Regions from separate parts of the Mus musculus genome. Here all the other regions are linked to region 1. A link is a contact called in public promoter capture Hi-C data. All regions are on one chromosome and are shown on one strand. The core of a region is the stretch at or near the end of the contact, and the rest is flanking DNA. Distances in the headings are between cores, read along the strand shown. Region 1 holds the start of Mettl26 (methyltransferase like 26). Region 2 holds the start of Phf1 (PHD finger protein 1). Region 3 holds the start of Ggnbp1 (gametogenetin binding protein 1).

What was found. Promoter capture Hi-C pulls out the DNA fragments that hold promoters and counts their contacts. Capture Hi-C pulls out chosen DNA fragments and counts their contacts.
Region 2: a contact with region 1 is called in a promoter capture Hi-C map of adipose tissue, with 2.8 times the contacts expected there. The contact joins the promoter of Phf1 here to the promoter of Mettl26 in region 1. A contact is called at or near these places in 3 of 39 promoter capture datasets (the 3T3-L1 cell line, hippocampal neurons and liver), 1 of 115 datasets of contacts at active chromatin or transcription factors (pancreatic cancer cells) and 1 of 9 other capture datasets (adipose tissue).
Region 3: a promoter capture Hi-C map of embryonic stem cells shows a contact between it and region 1, with 4 times the contacts expected there. The contact joins the promoter of Ggnbp1 here to the promoter of Mettl26 in region 1. A contact is called at or near these places in 8 of 39 promoter capture datasets (the C10 cell line, embryonic stem cells, hematopoietic stem and progenitor cells and 4 more) and 1 of 115 datasets of contacts at active chromatin or transcription factors (pancreatic cancer cells).

What each region holds. Positions count from the first base shown.
Region 1 is chr17:25,873,743-25,877,700 of GRCm38.p6, reverse strand. It overlaps Mettl26 (methyltransferase like 26), which reads right to left and starts at 2,201. Exons shown (of 6, transcript NM_026686.2): 1 at 1,975-2,201; 2 at 1,579-1,741; 3 at 1,422-1,481; 4 at 1,139-1,206; 5 at 962-1,040; 6 at 538-751. The coding sequence starts at 2,171. The coding sequence ends at 704. n-TGccc7 (a tRNA gene) reads right to left here and starts at 2,613; the gene lies at 2,543-2,613. It overlaps Wfikkn1 (WAP, FS, Ig, KU, and NTR-containing protein 1), which reads left to right. Exons shown (of 2, transcript NM_001100454.1): 2 at 1-73. The coding sequence ends at 11.
Region 2 is chr17:26,931,121-26,934,934 of GRCm38.p6, reverse strand. It overlaps Phf1 (PHD finger protein 1), which reads right to left and starts at 1,808. Exons shown (of 15, transcript NM_009343.3): 1 at 1,401-1,808; 2 at 567-741; 3 at 400-481; 4 at 209-304. The coding sequence starts at 725. It overlaps Kifc5b (kinesin family member C5B), which reads right to left. Exons shown (of 11, transcript NM_053173.2): 11 at 2,356-2,831. The coding sequence ends at 2,787.
Region 3 is chr17:27,027,569-27,031,162 of GRCm38.p6, reverse strand. It overlaps Ggnbp1 (gametogenetin binding protein 1), which reads right to left and starts at 1,904. Exons shown (of 6, transcript NM_027544.2): 1 at 1,217-1,904; 2 at 363-487. The coding sequence starts at 1,704. It overlaps Bak1 (BCL2-antagonist/killer 1), which reads left to right and starts at 2,536. Exons shown (of 6, transcript NM_007523.3): 1 at 2,536-2,752.

The sequences.
Region 1 (3,958 bases), core at 952-3,451:
TCCAAGACTAGTTTTATGCACGATCCCCATCCCTGCCCTCCTTCCTGCTGAATAAATGTCCTTGCCTGTGGGAGTCATAGCCTCTGGGTCCCTTCTAGCTGCAGCGCCCCCACCCCCACCCCCACCAGCACCATCTCCACCCCACTCCCACCAACACTATCTCCACCCCACTCCCCACCCCCACCAGCACCATCTCCACCCCACTCCCACCCCCACCAGCACCATCTCCACCCCACTCCCACCAACACTATCTCCACCCCACTCCTCACCCCCACCAGCACTGTCTCCACCGCACCCCCACCAGCCCTATCTATTCAGTTGGAATCCTTCCAGTAGATGGAGCTTCCAGTTCCTAGTTGAGGTCACCAAGTAGCACCAACTCACTCTTGGGAGCCCTCAGACAGACATACAAGCTTGTCTCCAGGGACATAGGAGAAAGTCAGCTCAGTCCTGCTTCAGCTACACCCACCCCAAGCCCTAATCATCTCCCAGACCGGTCCCCTTTCGCCCTCTCCCAGGTATTCCCAGCAAGCAATGTGGTATAGATAGCCCACAGTGGGCTGGAAAGGATTTATTTTAAGGCCCCTTCAGAACAGGTTCTCTACAGCCCTGTGGCCACCAGACCAGGAGGGGCTAATTTATCCCAAGGACTGAGGGAGGGGCTGAGGTCTAGCTTGTACCGTGACAACTTTTGACAGAGATGCTATTCTTTCCGAAAAATCAGGCACTTGTTGTTGGCTGGCATGTCCACCTGGAAAAACGCTTTGCTGGAGTGACTTGGTTTTTTTTTTGTTGTTGTTGTTTTTGGTTTTTTCGAGACAGGGTTTCTCTGTGTAGCCTTGGCTGTCCTGGAACTCACTCTGCCTCCCAAGTGCTGGGATTACAGGCGTGCGCCACCATGCCAGGCTGGAGTGACTCTTAATCACAGGGAGGCTCCCCACCCCCACATCGCCCTGCCTACCATCCTCTCCAGGACCAAGCCACTGGCCTGGCCTAGTTCCTCCAGAAGGACTGTGTCACGAAGCCCCCACTCTGGGTTCCTGCAGTTGGGGAGGAAGGTAGAAGGCATTTGCAGAGTTGAGGTTATGATCCCGCCTACCCTCTCTCTGAGCCAAGCTACCTCCTAGCCAGATCTGACCTGCATCTGAGGGTCAGGTCAAAGTCCACGTTGCTCTGGGGAGAGATCTTCCCATTGACGGCATAGGGCTGTGAGAACAAGACACAATACATAGGCCCAAAGTCAGTCGTTCCCACACAGCTAGTTTGCAGGATAGGATGGAGTTCTTTCCATAGGAGTATAGAAAGAATAACTTTTTTCTGCACTCAAGAAGGAAAAGGGCTAGCTAGGTCCCGGGCCCTGGGCTTCAAGAGTGGGGAAACACCCAAGGCTGATAGGGGTGTCTTAAGGTAGGGTCACTCACCCCGTAGGTGATCAGCACAGCCTTGGTTTTGAGCAGGTGTCCTGCTGCTCTAAAGAGCCCCTGCAGAGGAAGGCAAGTAGGGCACAGTAAGCCGGGAGCTGGAGACTCATGCTTTCCTCTTTGCAACGTGAAAGCTGGGCTCCACAGTGGTCCCCACCTCTGTGCAGTTCAGGGGGCTGATGTGGATCATATTGATGCAGAGCAACAGGTCCAGCGATCGGGGTGGGATGCCGCCCCATTGCTCCCACTCCCAGGTCACGTCCAGGTACAGCGGAGCCTTCACATTGGACAACCCTTGGGCTCGGGTGGTGGCGGCAATGCTGTGGAGAGCAGCAGCGCATGGGCAAGGGCTGACGAGGCCCCTCAGTGATCGGGGTGTGGGGGGAAAGTCCTGAGGAGCAGCAAGCGGGTATCTTTGTCGACCCTACAGCCCATTGCTTCTACTACCTCAGTCTGGCACCCAAACCTAGGCCTGTCCTGATTTCCGGTCTGCCAGCCCCGCCGTTCACTCAGCCCCAAGCGGCCGCAAGGGAAAGACACCGCGCCGCCGCACCTGTCCAGGCAGCGTTGGTCCACGTCCGACGGCTGCCACTCGGCATTCGGGAAGGCCTGTGCAAAGTGTGCCGCGTGCTGTCCAGAGCCCGAGGCCACCTCGAGCACGCGAACACAGCGCTGGGCAGGATCCACATACTGGCGGAGTACGGACAGGATGGGCTCCTTGTTTCTCTCAGCAGCCGCAGCCATCATCATCGCAGCGGTGCGGCCAGCCCCAGCCAGAATGCGCGCGGGGCACCACGGGAGCTGTGGTCCAGCTCCTGCGCGGGGCACTACGGGAGTTGTGGTCGAAAGGGCCAGCCGCTTGCAACAGTATAACTGTTAGGAGGCCTCTCAACTCCTAAAAGGGTTTGCATCTGCGGGAAACTGATTCCGGCGGCCGGGATTTAGCGGTGACTTCGGACAAGGAACAAGGCTCGAGTAGAGGCTATGGTTTCCTGGAGTCTTTCAGCTGTATTTGTTTAAAAGCTCATTTGTTGCGTTTGCGCCTCACCTTTTTTGGAATGGTGTTTAAGATTGCAAGGCATCCTTCCTTTTCAGAGATGAACGGGAAAATAAAAAGAACATGCGCCGCCCGGGAATCGAACCCGGGTCGCAAGAATGGGAATCTTGCATGATACCACTACACCAGCGGCGCTGTTGAGCGAGACTGCAGTCCGTAGGGCATACGAATTGTGACGCAAGCATGTTAATGTAACAGCATTATGCCTGTGTCTTTTCTGTTGCGCTCCGTTTCTCTATTGGCAAGCGTTTGCAGAACAACATATCCCACCAGATCCCAAAGTGTTGTTGCTGTCGTCCAAGGGAAAGGAGAAAATGTGGGTACCGTGAGATTTATAGACAGGATTTGGTTCTGCGCCATGGAAACCATAGCGGTCGCGATCTCTTGGAAGCCTGAGGTCGCGCTCAGGTCCTGAGGTTCAACAAGCCAAGCCTTGTGGGCATGGGCGGTAACAGAATGGAGCTTGGGGAACCCAGATGCAGGAATCCTCGGGTCTGGGACACTTTGGGCTCAGATGAGCTTTGTGTGACGCTGAGACGGCTGGCATTAGCTCGAGGTCCACGGATAGATAGCAGGAGGCGGTCAGTGACTATTGAAATGAAATTCGAAGCGACAAGTGCACGGACAAGGGTACTTCTCTGATTCTCACCTTTGTGTGGTTTGAAGTGGTTCATTTCTCACAGGGGCTGGATTTTAGAAAATGTCCGAGACGTTCACGCTTGATTGCCAACAGTTAGTTCAAAGGTTGCGTGGGCTACTCTGCCCCATACTACATCATGGAGCTCAGGGTTAAACATGGCTCCTGCTTGGGGCTGTGTTTGAGGTGTCTATTCAGCCGGAGTGACCAGGGGTGTGAGTGTAGTCAAACTGTTAAACTATGTGAGTGACATGGCCCAAGGATGAGATATAGGGTGGCCACTCTAGAAATGCCTCTGAAAAGTTATCAGTCCAGACTCGGGGAAAGTCCTGAAGTCCAACCCCTCACCCACTCTGAGCAGCCCCTGACAGATGGTTATGGATGTCTGACATTGGTAGTGACCTTGACTGGACCTGAGTCAGACTCTCCCTTTTACAGCCTCAGCCTCTGCATACCTGGCTTGCTTTTCCCATAGATTATTCGTGGGATTTTGGGCAGAGGAGCTGGGGGTGTGAGCATCTTCCATATGTCCAAGTTCAGGAGAGGTCGTGGATGATTCTTTCTCTCCATCAAAGTGCAACACTGTTCTAAACATGCCCTGTCTCAAGGAGAGCCCCTGGAAGAGGGCCTGGGACAGCCAGGGAGCTACTTAAATTTCAACTGGGGCCTGTTGGTGGTGGTACTGGAGAGTCAGAGGCTAGTCCACAGTGAGAGAAACTGTCTGGAAAACAAAACAAACAAAACAAAACAAAGAATCAAAATTAATTCTTTTTTTTTTTTTTTTTTTTGGTTTTTCGAGACAGGGTTTCTCTGTATAGCCCTGCCTGTCCTGGAGCTCACTTT
Region 2 (3,814 bases), core at 559-3,058, 1.1 Mb before region 1:
AGCACGGTTAAGAAAGGTAATGTAAGCCCCTCAGCTTTGCATGGCCTGGGTCACCTGATCTATGGCTCCCTCGCCCTGTTCTGAGAGATGTGGTGACAGGGTGAAGACTGGCCAGGACAGGAGACATAACTCATGCTATAAGGCAGGGCTAGTGGCAACCCAGAAGACCCAGGGCAGACTGCACCACCTAAGTATCCTGGCCTCTCACCATGGCGACACTTCTCACAGCTGACCAGCCGGTTCCCAGGTACCACGGTCTCAGAGCGACACACACAACAGAGCAGCTCCTCCCCAGGGAGGGCAGCTGTGAGGGAACAAAGTGTCAGGAGGCCTACCAACAACCAGTGTCCCCACCCACTCCAGCTTCTGCTGTCACAGGCTTCAGTCTGAAGGTCTCACCTGGGCTGATATCCTTCCATAGAACCAGAAACTGGGAATCGTCCTCAAACTGGACCAGACACACCTCTCGAGCACTGTCCACCTGGAATGGGTGCCCAGTGATGCTAAAATGGGAATGAGAACTGACTGGAGACTGGGAAGGCAGTGAGATCAGAGGTGGGTCTTACCTTTTTGATGGTACCCAAGTACAGCAGCCCATCAGTCCATCTGGCCAGCACATCTTGGCCTTCCCAAAGCCGAGGTCTGGGGCCTGAGGTGGGAGCAGGGGAAGCTGGATCCCAGAGAGAGGGGGCACCCAAACGGCTCAGCCGGGGGAGCTGCGCCATTGCATCCTGGGGGGGCCTATTCCAAGATAGGATGGTTAGAGTTATGGGTGCTGAGAAAGTTTCCCTGAGCTCGTTGTTTTCTCTTATGGATAAAGAAACCCTGTTCCTGGTGGAGCAGCTCCAACGCCCCAGTCTTCTAATCCTGAGCCCTATAAAGGTGGGTGGCTCTGGTCAGCTTCTCGACTCTACTCTTTTCCATCTCCCCTGCCTCGTTTTGTAGTTTCCCAGCTCCTAGGGACTCAGGTGAAATGATCTTTGCGGAATCAAGGTTACCGCTTAGCTTCACCTTGCCCAGCTGTTTACAGGGATCCTAAATGGGGCAATCTGTTGCCCAGAGATGTTTTGGGAGCTTTTCTGAAGACGTTTCCCGAGTAGAAACAGCTGCCTCCCCAGGCCTGTGTGTCTTATTTAGAACCACCACCCTGGTGCCAGGTGATGTTAGGTCACCCTCAAATTTGGGGCTCTCTGACCCGGGATTAGATAACTTCCCTGAGTGCCCCAAGAGGGGGGCGTGTCCCTGTCCAAGTCTCTACTCCCCTACACTGTCAGTCCAAGGAGGGACTTGAGTCGCCCCAGCACAGACCCTAAGCTGAGACCAGGAGGCTCTCCAACCCTTCTTCCTCACCGACCCCCAGCTCCCTGCCCCCCTCTCCAGGCCTCCCGCCTCCTCCTTACCGGTGACAGCCGGGGCAGCTGGAAGCCAGGTAGGGTCAGACTCAAGAGACCTGGATGAGTCTCCGGTGCGGGAAGACTGAGTGTGAGCGCCGGGGGGCGTGCAGGCGGAGGCCAGGGGGTCCCCGGGCCCAGCCCCTCCGTCCTGGCGGCTCTGGGGCGTATGACGCAGCAGCCAAAGCAGCAGCAGCGGCAGGAGGAGTCGACAGAAGGAGGGAGGAGAGTGGAGGGTGGGGAGCACCAGGGGGAGGAGACGACAGAGGGACGGGCAGGCAGCACCTCCCTCACCTCCAGCGGGCCCGGAGGGCGCTGCGCTGTTGGGGGCGCGGCCGGTCGCGGAGGTCGAGGAAATCCCTGCAGCCCCTTTTTCGGATGGGAGGCTTGCTCTGGGTCAGCAGGAAATAACCTTCTTGGCAGCTAGCCTGCAGGTCAGGGCCGGGCCCCGCCCCATGCCACATCCGTTAGCTGCCCCGCCCCCGTGGCCACTCCAAGCTCCGCCTCCGCACGCGGCACCGCCCTCCCCATTCACGCTGCCTGTCGCCCCGCCCTTCTGCGCACGCGTAACCCCGCCTGTGCGCCGCACCTGGGCACACGGCCACTCCTCCGGCCGCGAGAGCACTGGTGTAGGTTTGCTCCTCCTGGGAGGGAAAGGACAAGGGGCTATTTGGAACTAGTACTGAGTTAGTGACGTGCCCACACCAGCCAATAGGCACTAGGCGGCACGGAACCATGGTTCGAACCGGTGGGCAGGGAAAGAAAGAGATTGTGGAGTGCACTGGCAGTCACACCAGACAAGAGCATTCCTGTTCTGGGCTGGGGCTGGGGCCTGGCAGTCCTAAGAAATTGTTAAGAGGGCCCAGTGCCGAAGGGTAGAGAAGAGGCATCAGGACGGCAAAGTGTGCCCCACCAAGTGAAAGCCCATAGCCTCACTCTGCAAACACATCACAATGGACATTTCTACGTGCTTACAGTATTTATTTACAATACCTTCCTTTGGCAGCTAAAACCGTTAAGTTAATAAAACCGTTTAGAGCTGTAACAAGGGCCGGGCTGGGAAGATGGCTGGGCGGTTAAGAGCACTGACTGATTTTGCAGAGGACCCACATGTATTCCATAATCCCAGTTCTTGAAGGACCTGAAGCCCTGTTCTGAACTCACTGGAGCAGGAGACATGCACATGGTGCATGCATATACACTCAGGCAAAACAACTGCACACAATTTTTTAAAATCTAAGATTAAGAAAAGGATTAACATACAAAAGATTATTCTTTATTACATAATAAATACCCAGTAATATCATGTCTCAACTCCCACCCACCCCCACCGAATAAATACACACTAAAACAGAGACGCATGCGCACTGGCTTGCAAGGGCTCTGGATCCGACTTCACTTCTTATTAGCCTGAGCAGTACCAATGACACACTGGTTCACCTGTGGACAGATAAACAGGGTCACACAAGGTCAAGGGTTACAGATGAGAAGCCTTCCCACTCTGCCCCGTGCTGGGCCCACATCTGAATCTCTGAAGTCTCTGTTATGGAAGCAGGTCCAGCCTGCCCCCTGGAGGGATGGTGATGCTATGTCCACTAAGCCTGGAAGAGACCGGACTGAAAAGACGAAGCTTTATAGTGCTGGCTAGTTTTTATGTCAACATGACACCGGCTACTCCTCATTTGAGAAGAGGGGACCTCAATTGAGAAAATATCCCATCAGATTGGCCTGTGAGCAAGCCTTTTCTTAATCAATGATTGATGTTGGAGGACCCAACCCTAGTGTGGGCCAGTGCCACCCCTGAAAAGGTGGTTCCCCAATGAGGTAAGAAAACCGGCTGAGGAAGCCAAGAGGAGCGAGCAGTAAACAGCACTCCATTATGGCCTAAAGAAGTTACTGATCTGACATCCCTGGACATGGACTAGTTCTTTCTATTTCACCTTGTTTTTGATCATGGAGTTTTATCACATTATTAGAAAGCTAACTGAGACACCTACACAAAAACTACAGTAGCAGAGAGGTCTCCATTTTCAGCAACACCCTGGACTAGACACACCAAAGCACTCCTGTCAAGACATTAAACTCCTTTGAAAACTAGAGCTCCTGGGGCTGGAGAGATGGCTCAGCAGTTAAGAGCACTGACTGCTCTTCCAGAGGTCCCAAGTTCAATTCCCAGCAACCACATGGTGGTTCACAACCATTTGTAATGAGATCTGATGCCCTCTTCTGGTGTGTCAGTGACAGTACACTTACATACAGGAAATAAATAAATCTTTAAAAAAAAGAAAGAGGGGCTGGTGAGATGGCTCAACAAGTAAGAGCACTCAACTGCTCTTCCGAAGGTCCTGAGTTCAAATCCCAGCAACCACATGGTGGCTCACAACCATTTGTAATGAGATCTGACTCCCTCTTCTGGTGTGTCT
Region 3 (3,594 bases), core at 655-3,154, 1.2 Mb before region 1:
TGAACTCAGTTCTCTTGGGCCCCTTTAAGTGCTGGGATTAGAATGAGTCGCAGCACGGTGCCTACTGTGTACCAGGCCCTACTGTGTGCTCAGCCTTCATCTAGCCCTTGATACCTCACTGATCTTTAGATGCCTCAGAGGCCCTTGTTGCCCATGTCCATTTTATGGGTGAGGAGAGTAGGCAGAGATACCCAGCAATGCTCCTCTGTCACATGACACGGCGTGGAGCAAGTGGGGTTCCAACCTCAGATTCTGCCTCATGCCCTGCTGGGCTCCTGCCCCACCCCCACCCCCAGAAGTCTTAGAGGAGAGGCATCCATTTCTGCTCCCCTCCCCTCTGCCCCTCCCACCTGCATCCTTACCAAACTCAATTGGGCAGTGTTCATCCTCTTCCTCCTTGATGAAGGCCCCAGGGGTGAGCGCCAGTGGTCCCGGAACCCACTGTAAGCATCCTTGTTCTGTCTCCAGGGCCTGGCCAAAATGCTCCCTAAACCCAAAGCCACAGTCAGGTGGGGTCAGGGGACACCCACAAATGTGGCCTGACTCTACCTTGAGTCTCTCCACGGACCTGCTCTGTTCCCTGGGATAGCTAACAGAGGGGTTTCCCTACCACCTCTGGGGGACATAGGATGTGGGGAGCTAGGCACCTTCCAGACAGGGAACTGCTGCTAAGACCAGTGGGAGAGAAAGCCAGGCAGGAAAGTAGGGGTACAGGCTGGAGCAGAGCCTACTTCAGCGTACTTCTGTCCAGACTCTAGTGCACCCTTCCTAGCCTCTAGGATATTTTCTTTGGTTGTTCTTTGTTTTTTCAAGACAAGATACCCCTCGGTGTGGCCCTAGCTGTAGACCAGGCTGGCCTCAAATGCAGAGATCTGCCTGCCTCTGCCTCCTGAGTGCTGGGATGAAAGATGTGTGCCACCAATGTGTTTTGTTGTGCTGGGGACTAAACCCAGGCCTGGACCGTGCTAGGCAGGCGGTACTCCACTCTGAAGCCACACCTCAGTTCCCAGCCACTCCTCACACAGCCCTGTTTGCTGACCCTCCCTCCCTTGGGACCCTTAACTGTCCCTCATGGCTTTCACTATTCAGGACCCCTTACCCCAGCCCATTACAGCTGTGGGCTTCTAGTCATGGCCCTCATGCCTGCATCCTCCTTCTGTTCTAGCTAGATCAGGCTACCCCACCAGCCCTAGCACCAGCAGCACCAGCCCCTCACCTGTCTGAGGCCCCGGAGACCTCCCCTACTGGCTCCTCCTCCTCTCCTTTCTTCTCAGGTAGCTGCTCCAGAACCTCCCAGGTTCCTCTGAGAGGAACTGATGTTACCTCAACACCCTGGGCCCTTAGCTTCGGGACATCCTTGGAGGTGAGGGTCTGGGACCCTGAGTCCCCAGTGCCCAGCTCAAAGGCATCATGCCTCGGGTTGGAGGGAGCTGCAGAGAGAACCCTGGGCGGGGGCTCCCTCTTCCCATTAGAGGAAGCTGCAGAGTGGACCTTGGCCCGGGGCTCCTTCCTCCCACGACCTCCCTGGTGGCCCATCATTGGGGAGACAACATCTTGCTCCCATGAGGAGCTGGGCTGGCTCCTGGTCAGGGGCTTGTTAGTGCTCTTAGAACCGCCCTTACTCCCCACCAGGTTTCGGAGAAAGCGCAGCATGGAGGAGCAGCCTAAGATCCGTGACCGAGGGGTCCGCGCCGGGGCTGCCATCCTGAGTGGGACCCCGACTCAGGGAGAAGCCATGGCAGCCAGCCCAGGACCAACTGCTAGCAGAAACCTCCAGTTGGAAACTTCCAGAAGTTCTAGAAGGCAAAGAGGAGGTGGGGGTGGGGGGAGGCTATAACTGGAGGCTGGTGGGGGGGGGTCTACTGGAAGGAAAGCGGGTAGAGGGGTAGAGGGAGCTAGCCAGGGTCCAGCTCAGCAGGTCTCAGAGGAAGGCTGGAGATTGAGGGATGGTGAGACATAACACAACAGCACCCACAGGCTGTGGAAGCCTGGCTGAAGGCAGATAGGGCGGCCGGGGGGGGGGGGGAGGAGGGTGCACACGCTGAGAACAGGACATCATATGCTCCTGTCTATCCATAAACTCCTGTTTACTCTGGGTTTGAGATCAGTCCCTGCAGCTGCCAGGCTGCAGGGATCTAGGACAGCACAAATTCTGAGCTGCCCCTCCTCCTCCTCTTCTTCCTCCCCTTCCCCCTCCTCCTCCTCTCTTTTAGGGTGTTAGTAGCACAGGCTGGCCTCTATTTCATGATCCTCCTGCTTCAGCCTCTTGAACGCTGGGACTGCAGGTCAGCTCATCCTGGTTTTTGTTGTTGTCTGTGGTTTGCTTTTCACTAGAGGGAGAAGATGGAAGAGGAGGCCCGGGAATCAGAGACAGGAAAGGCAGAAAACAGAACGCTTTTCCCCTTGGCTGGGACAGGGCAGGCAGGGGAGGCTGTAGCTGCTTCCAAGCCCGGCCGAGGACCTTCCCCTAAGCAGCAGCCTCCCTGAGCGCCTGCATCCGGCGGCCACCGAGAACTTCCTCTAGAGGGAGCTGGTCATTGCCGGGAGCTGGGACCTCCTCTATGGTCACAAAGTCGCGAGGTTTCCTGGGCCAAGAGGCAACCCGAGGCGGCATCCAGCACCATGAATCCACTGATACCAGTTCCTGCCAGTCAGGCCTGAAACCTTGGCCCCTGGAAGCAGCCAGCAAGCCCTTCGGGGTCTTCGTCTTTGCACGGCTGAGCCATCCCACATCTGGAGCAGAGTCATTCAGGTACACGGGCAGCCAGTGCCAAATCCCACCGTCCTAATCCTGGGCAATTCTGGCCCAGGGTGGGGCAGAAACCTCCATCGGCAACCCGGTGAGGAGGGAGGCCTTGATGTGGCTTCCCTGGGAGGTTCTGAAAGGGAAGCTGCAGGCATGGTTCACACAGGGCCTCTGGCTATACATCAGAAGCGCCCCTTCCTGCCCGGTTCTGGTGGCCCTGGACTTTTATGTGGAAGGAGGGGAGGGTCAAGGTCATGAACAGAGACAGAAATTATACGGTTGATACTCCCTGCTGTACCAGGACACGGACAGTCCTCCCCCAGAATGATTCTAGGTACAGCCTAGTGGTCGGTTGTGAGGAACATGCATCCTGGGCCCAGCCAGTGGACATAATGGGAAGTCAAGGCGACTTGGATGGGGGCCAGGTGGGCCAGGGCAGCACTGGCTGTGGAGGGCTTTTCTGAGACTCTTCCTGCTCTCTAACAGTAAGCCTCCAGGGTGGTGTTATTATTACTATTATTATTTTGAGAGAGAGAGATGTGGATGAAGTCAGCGTCCCCTGGCCCTGCTGGCCTGGGATTACAAGGTACCAGGAAGAGCACCCTATCCCGGAAGGAGCCGTTGGGTAGACTATGCCCAGCAGAGGGTTGTCTTGATGAGGCCTGGCTCTCAGGGATGGCAAGAGGAGGGTCTGTCTGCTCACCCTGTCTCCATCAATGAAGAGGGAGGTGAAGGGGAGCCGGCCCTCCCCCACCCCTTTTCAAAGAGTGCTTCCTGCAGTGATGGAGGTGGCCCACATAGGGGTGGGAACTCTTGAAAGGGTGCAAACTGAAAGTGAAAGGTCTTGC